2 separate regions of the Bombyx mori genome follow, and region 1 is linked to region 2. Evidence: chromatin contacts called from public Hi-C data. All regions are on one chromosome and are shown on one strand. The core of a region is the stretch at or near the end of the contact, and the rest is flanking DNA. Distances in the headings are between cores, read along the strand shown.

Evidence for each region. Hi-C and Micro-C count contacts between places; a contact is called where the count stands out from the background.
Region 1: a contact with region 2 is called in a Hi-C map of middle silk gland, with 2.4 times the contacts expected there. The contact joins the promoter of LOC101738924 here to the enhancer-like site in region 2. A contact is called at or near these places in 7 of 7 Hi-C or Micro-C datasets (middle silk gland, midgut, posterior silk gland and 2 more).

What each region holds. Positions count from the first base shown.
Region 1 is chr14:12,402,570-12,406,375 of ASM3026992v2, reverse strand. It overlaps LOC101738924 (immunoglobulin domain and leucine-rich repeat-containing protein 2), which reads right to left and starts at 1,488. Exons shown (of 5, transcript XM_004923758.5): 1 at 765-1,488. All of the region lies in intron 7 of LOC101743921 (cytokine-like nuclear factor N-PAC), which reads left to right.
Region 2 is chr14:12,355,975-12,359,857 of ASM3026992v2, reverse strand. It overlaps LOC101743921 (cytokine-like nuclear factor N-PAC), which reads left to right. Exons shown (of 11, transcript XM_062672218.1): 8 at 2,512-2,622. Among protein-coding and RNA genes, the nearest start is that of LOC101738600, 12 kb to the right of the region's middle. Within about 2 kb of position 2,072, at least 8 of the 8 cell types and tissues checked have open chromatin away from gene starts, as enhancers often do.

The DNA of each region.
Region 1 (3,806 bases), core at 239-2,738, 47 kb before region 2:
GAAATGTGGCTTTACGTGGATAATTATTGAAGCACTCTCTGATGAACAACGTTCGTTTATTATTCAACTAATATCCAGCGCTTGTTATTGAACTCGATATATAAATTGAGTTCACGAGCTCTGGAAATACATCGAAATAGACAGACACATTAAAAGTTTTTCGTTTAGTGTTTAAAGATTTATATTTAATCGAGAACGCATTGCGGTCGCGTTGTTCATTAGTTACAGTTAATGCACAATCAGTAACAAGTTACCTGCCTAGACCTAGATTTAAAACTACCGGCGACTCGTGAGACTTTTTATGACATTCATTTATATTAACAGAAGATTTCGTTAATATTGTAAAGTTTTTTTTTAGTTTTACCAGAACATGTTGGCTCTCATTCTATACGCTATTGAATTGAAAAGACTGTACATTTCCTAAATATGTTCAAATCATGTTAAATATCAACAAACAAGTTTGCAAATTAGCACTCGTTTAGTTTTATCGTGAAATAGTTGGTGCGCGAGGTTAGAGAACGCTGCTCCGTTTCCTGCCTTCACTAATTATTTATCTACGGTTTGTAACCAACAATGCAGAACTCTGTGTTTCTCAATGGGCCAATTCAACGCGGCTCCCGTCTAACTTGGAAATGTTCGTTCTCTTTAGACGACTTTGTGAACCCTAGCATTCTACCATCACTTTCGTTATCATGTTTGTTCAACTGAAACCGTCTCATATACTCATCATATACACATTTATGAAGTAAATATGTGGTATTTACCTAACACACGTCCACATTTTACACCAACTTGCATAATCCACGTTATTTTACATCGACAACAGACGCGCCGAAGACACTCATTCTCACTCGTACGTTACGAAACTTCACCTTTTTAAATGAAACTCCATTGCACATTCACGATTCACACGTTCAACATCGTGCACAAACAATTTTAAATTGAATATAACTCATTGAATAAACGAATTTTCTTTGCGTTTGATTCGTAAAATACGCTAGCTGTCACTACGTTGAAGCGGAGGACTGGATACTAAATGGCGGCCGTCGAGTTGCGCGGTACGCGATCCTTGTCTAGCGTTAACGGCGCGTGTATCACCTCGCTCGCTCGCACGTTCGACCAGTCAGCTGTGGGGAGCGGAGAGTGCCGAGCGACCCCGAAAGTGCTTTCGGAAACGGGCCGTGTACTCGCGACACACACTACACACCGTCGCGTCGCATTCTTGCTTGCAAGTAATTCTTGGCCGAAGACGACCGATCTGTTTAGGGTTCGGCACTTAAATAAATTACGCGAATAATGTAAATTGAATTCACGAAACACTTTAGTTTTGTGCGATCAAAGATTCTGCATTAATTTAATAGTTTTATATTGTGTTTATTAGAAAATGATTTGCTTATTCATTGAAAGTAGATGTTAATTTAATATTTTTAGTATCGTACGTAAATGAAAACAGAGATTGCCAAGTTTTTTGCTTATTATCACTGCGATAATATTGCAGTGATAAATTACGTAGGTACGTACAGTTCGGGCCAACGAATTTCATTCAACTTAATTACAATAATAAATCGAAATTTTATAAATAAACTTAAATACATACTAAACTTATAAGTGCGTTACGTTTCCCTAATGATTAAATTTATTGACCGTACTAAAATGATGCGTTTTATAGGACCGTGTAATTGGAGCGGTATGTTGTTCTTAATTTACCTTCTAGCTTTAATTATTTTAGCGTATGTAAGTCTGACTGTCCGCAAAACAATAACAATACGAGATCGTCACCTGTTATCTATTCGAACAGATTTGCAATTCATGTATTCAGACGGTCGCTAGTTTTTGTCACGTGCTAAAATAGATAGCGGACAAAGATTAGATAAAAGGAAATTAAGGAATTCATTGATTAATCATTTAGGTACTCAGTTTAACTTTTTTTTTTGTTTATTGCTTAGATGGGTGGACGAGCTCACAGCCCACCTGGTGTTAAGTGGTTACTGGAGCTAATAGACATCTACAACGTAAATGCGCCACCCACCTTAAGATATAAGTTCTCAAGGTCTCAAATATAGTGACAACGGTTGCCCCACTCTTCAAACCGAAACGCATTACTGCTTCACGGCAGAAATAGGCAGGGTGGTGGTACCTAGCGGACTCACAAGAGGTCCTACCACAAGTAATTACGCAAATTATAATTTTGCGGGTTTGATTTTTATTACACGACTGTTCGTTGAATCTCCTCGTTGGTTCGGCGGTAATGTTTTATCGTATATTGCAGCCATTCTCGTACGGTTACTGTAGTGTGTTTCTGTCTACTGTGTAACTATTACCGTGCTTAATCTGCGATCTGCGGTATTTTCGGGTCGCCGGCTATAAGCCGCCCATTCTGACAGGTGCGATAGACAGGAAATCAGTCTAACGTTTAAACATAATCAACTATTTTCACCCAAACGTGCAATGGTTTTAGATTAAATCTATCTATATATATAAAAATGAATTGCTGTTCGTTAGTTTCGCTAAAACTCGAGAACCGCTGGACCGATTTGGCTAATTTTGGTCTTGAATTATTTGTGGAAGTCCAGAGAAGGTTTAAAAGGTAGATAAATATGAAAATGCTCGGAATTATATGAAAACAAACAATTTTGTTTTTCCTTTGATGTGTCCCCCGTCGGACGGATTCCTTTTGTTTGTTTTAAGTTTATTTTATACAAAAGTTTAGTAGGTCTTTTATTTATCGATTGAGGCACTACGAAGTCTGCCGGGTCAGCTAGTAAACAATAAATATCTGGTTAAATACTTGGAATTGAGAAATAGTAACTCGGTTCATTTTAAATTAGTAGTTATATTGTGTTATTATTGTTTAAGAGGAAAACGGATAAATTTTGTATTAATGAGATGTTTGTTTTCTTGTTATAATAGTTTTAATATAAATTGAAGAAATACATTTATGTGCATGTGCTAGTTTTTGTTGTTATCAAAATTATTAATCGTCTGTAACAGATAGCATGGTAATTTGAAATTGTAAGTGCTTAAATTTGTTAGTCAATGTTATTCCAATGATATTCTAAGTTACCTGTCTTGGTGAAACTGGAAACGCCTCAGGGCCACCAGTAATAAATAATTCAATCATAAAAAAAAAGATACAAAAGTTAATTTTTTTTTTAAATAAGCGAATACAACAAAATAGTTGGTATTCAGAATTGAATAAGGCCTAAATATGATTGTGGTAAATGTGATGTGGTATCAATTAGTAACGATGACGTTACCAGCAATATAAAAAGGCACAAAATTTTCCGTTGGAGTATTTTCTAATGTGCGACACTTATTATGCCAATGGATACAAAATTTCGATTTCGTGAATCAAGGTGGATATTGGCATTGGTTAAAACAATAAATTACGGTTATCGCGTGCCACCGTTAGCACATGTTACGTAAAGTTGACTAGGTGTGTTGAATGACGTCATTGGTTATTTCGATCTAATCGCTTTTAAATAACCACAGCGCCATAGATCACTGTTATCAATGCAATGGTTTGTGAGTCGGCAAAGGCTTCTAATCTGGATTTGGCTGGATGGATCATTCTTGTTGGCTCATTTATACATTTATACTTTTTGGTGAAAAGATTTTTTTTTCTTGGAATCGGAAGCAAATTGCCGGATCTGTGTGTATCGCGTAGCTATTATCATAGAACGCAAGATTTTTTTACAGATACTTTGAGTCTTTCTAACGATAATTTCATGATAAGTTTGCAGAGTTTGCATACGATTTCCAAACGAAAACATTCGGACCGTCGGTCTAGTGAGCAATTTCACTCA
Region 2 (3,883 bases), core at 823-3,322:
AGAATACATTAGTATCAAGTTGAGAATAAATACGGTACTAAATATATTTTCATTGTTACATTAAACTTTCTTCTAAGTCTGATCCATTTATATCTAGGACGTGTCAAATACAAGGCCCATTTCGATCATTTTGTATAGATTGTAAGATACTTCTAGAACAATCAAACCGTTAAGATATCTGTTTCACTTCCGATTATTAAAAAAGTTAATCCGATTATTAAAAGAATTGCAGGAGCATTATTTTCTTTTGATTGCTTAAATTTTCATATTTGGCTATATAGAATTTCGCATTTTCCGAGACTCTCACAGGTCTTGGATAATTATGATTAAATTGTAAAAGAAATTAAATTAACAACATTAGTAATTAGTAAAATTAATATTTCAAAATACTATTACGCGTTATATAGAAACGCTAGAAAATGCTTAAAAATAAATTACGTTGAATAACAAAATTCACAGAAATGACACGACCTCGTCCGGTACATTTGATGTATAAATTATGTGAGTACCTACCTACATTTGAAATGCAAAAAATTCGCGTCCTAGCGTAACGAGTTAGGTAAACGGACAGATATACCAGCGAACTGTTTTGTTGACCTTAAGCCGACCTTTACAAGTAATTAGTTACAAAAACTTGTTCGGACGCGTGTCATTTGGTTCAGCCGTTTAAATGACATACTGATTCATAAAGTTTATTAGCCACCTCATAAGCGTTGAAGGTTTGCGGTACAGAAGAATAAGGATTTTATCTCTATATTAACATTGAGATTATTTGTCTGAATCACGACAAGATATCGGTGGTAGATCTAGGTTTCAAGTTTGTTGTGCAGAAATTTCCGTTTTAATCAAGTTTGATCGTATTATGCGCTGGCCAAGAGAATATCCAGAGTGAAAATGCTTTGAGCCTCATAACAGCCTCAGGAGCACATGTTCTTTGTCAGCCATTGGTATTATTAACAATAAGGACTAGTGGTTTCTTAACGGGTACAATGTGCAATGTGAAGATAGAAAATAAGGAATGGACCTCAGGATCGAAAGACATTTATAAGCAATAACCCACGATTAAAAGAAGTGTCATCTTTAAGCTTCAAAACCTAGTGATAAGTATAAATCTACATAGAAAAAATAAAAAAGCGATCATAATCTCTTTATTGATATGGACTGTCTTCTTATCTTAGGGAAATTGAATTTAAAACCTAGTGATAAGTATAAATCTACATAGAAAAAATAAAAAAGCGATCATAATCTCTTTATTGATATGGACTGTCTTTTTATCTTAGAGAATTTGAATTACCGTAAAGTTAAATAAAAAAAAACGGTTAATAATTATGTAATTCATTTCTGAGATTAATAGAATAGATATGGAATATAAAGCAAATAGCTTAATATCCTTAAATAATTGTATTAGCTGCCTTGCGAATGTCGTTATTATAATTTATTCGTAGCTATTTCATAAAATACAGAGCATTTGCAGATTATTAGATACCTATTTATCCGTTAAATCATAAACTTCAAATTCATTATGTACCTACCTAAATTGCCTAAATGTTCTATAAATTGATTAGCTAGGTTGGTACTAAAAAGTCCAAATTCAATCACTGTTATTATATTATAGGTAATATACTTATAGTTATGGTAATTCACTAATTACAACATATTAATATTTTGAAGTAAAGCGAACGAAACCAAAACTGTCCCAAATTCTTCGTATGTTTCATTTATTAATAGAAGTTTATTATTACGATCCCAGGATTGCCGAAATATGAGGTTTATGGTTTTTTCAACAGTAATAACGCTTTGGGAGGTTCAGACAAAAATAGACTCTATAGCCCGATCAATAATAATGGTAGGTAGGTTAAACTCTGTGGAACTTCATTAGGTTATCAATTCACCACAAAAATCAGCACTGCAAAAAGAACTGAAAACATGTGTTCTAGCAAGCGACACCGTGTCTAGTTTTGCGTTGTGAATCGTGCAGAAACGGGCACATTGCCTGACTTGCGTCTTGGTGAATAGAGCCGTTATCAAAATGGCGTCGTTGTGAGCGAGTGCCGCCGCCGTCGGGCGGTCGTGGCGGTCGTTGACGCCGGCGAGCCGCGTGACGCGTCTATCGATCGATTATCTACGTAGGGACGCGCTGACTGTGACAGCAAACTGTGACTGCCATCTAGCGGGACTAGGAGAAGACTAGAAACAATAGTATTTGAGTTCAGAAGCAATAGGTGGCGCTGTATTAAAAAATCTTGATGCGGAATTTTTTTAATTCTACCAAACTTAAAATTTCTATTGACGAATATGATTTATAGTGACATTATAAATTGTTTTTTTTTTCATAAATCGCTCGTACAAAATCAATGCCTAAGGCGTTGGAGCCATTAATAAAATAAAAATAAAAACAAGTAACTTGTAATTTCAGTTTCCCGATAAGATCGTAGACAACCGAATTCCTTGTAGAAGAGAAAATGTTGTTTTTATCTACAAATTGTAAAGTTTAGCCTTATTCTTTTGCAGTGCAAAGACTTCGAGAAAGTTGGGGCCACGATTGCGGTGACACCATGCGATGTGGTGGAAGAAGCCGACATCACGTTCTCATGTGTGGCTGACCCTCAAGCAGCTAAAGAGGTGAGATCAATCTATACTAATTTTATAAAGAGGAAAGATTTGCCTGTTTGTTTGTATTGAATAGGCGCTGAAGCTACTGAACCGATTTGAAAAATTCTTCCACTGTTTGGAAGCTACACTATTCCCGAATGACATAGGCTTTAATCTCTTTTTGAAAAAAATAGGGATCCTTACTAATTAATAAAATTACCTAAAACATTCTTTACATCGCGTGCCCTGCGAAAACTATTGATTATAGAATAAAATAATAGCGGAGCCGTAGCGGGCCGCTAATATCAAATATATAGATGTGAAATGTAAATTATTATTTAAAAGAAAAAGTTGTCAATGATCTCTGTCTTGTATACACACTAGCTTTTATTTGCGGCTTCGCCTGCATGGTAAAAGAAAAGTCAGTGTAGTTTCCCGTGGGATTGAGATGTTTTTTCGAGATAAAAGTTAGTCAATGTCACTCGCCTGACCTAAATAATATTCCTTTAAAAAACATGCCAATCCGTTGCTTCGTTTCGACGTAAAATAAGGACAAATGAACATACAAACAAATACACTTCATATTTATAACAAGTATGGCTTTGCGAGGTCATTGTTGACAAGCCACCCCCTAGTAGCCGGTACTATTTCCAACCTGTGCGCGCGACAAAACAAGACAGTGCTGAATTTGTACACAACGTAATATATATATTAACAAATATACAGAAAAATACAGAAAGTGTACCCTTAGATATTCAATAGCCTAACGAGTTTCTTGCTGAATTTTCTCAGTAGGTCGCGATTCAGATCCGGTGGGAAATTCAGCGAAGCACTGCTCTGGCTAGGGCTGGTGTTAGCAAATTCTCTCAGGTTGAGCCCGTGAGTTCACCTAATATCGGCGAAAAACTGGAATAGCTCGTTAGGCTACCGGCGAATTAGTAGAAAAAAAAGCAGTCGAGCTGACTTTATAAAAGATGTGTTCTCATCAACTTTTTTTTTTCCGTACCTAAGCTGAGAGTCTTGAGAGGTTATTTCAGCGTAACCTTAGCTAGTAGGTGAGCTCGCGGGGCTCAAACCGGAGTGATTCTAACACTGACCCTAGCAAGAGCCGGCAGAATCTACCACCGGATCGGAAACGCAACTCACTGAGAAGATCCGGCGAGAAACTTAATGGGCCGTGTCTGTGGGATCATCATCAAAGAAACTTCTGTGTATTAATTACTTAATGTAGAAACATAATAATAATAACAATAATTAAAAAACAATAATTTATTTCTCTCTTAAAGGTATA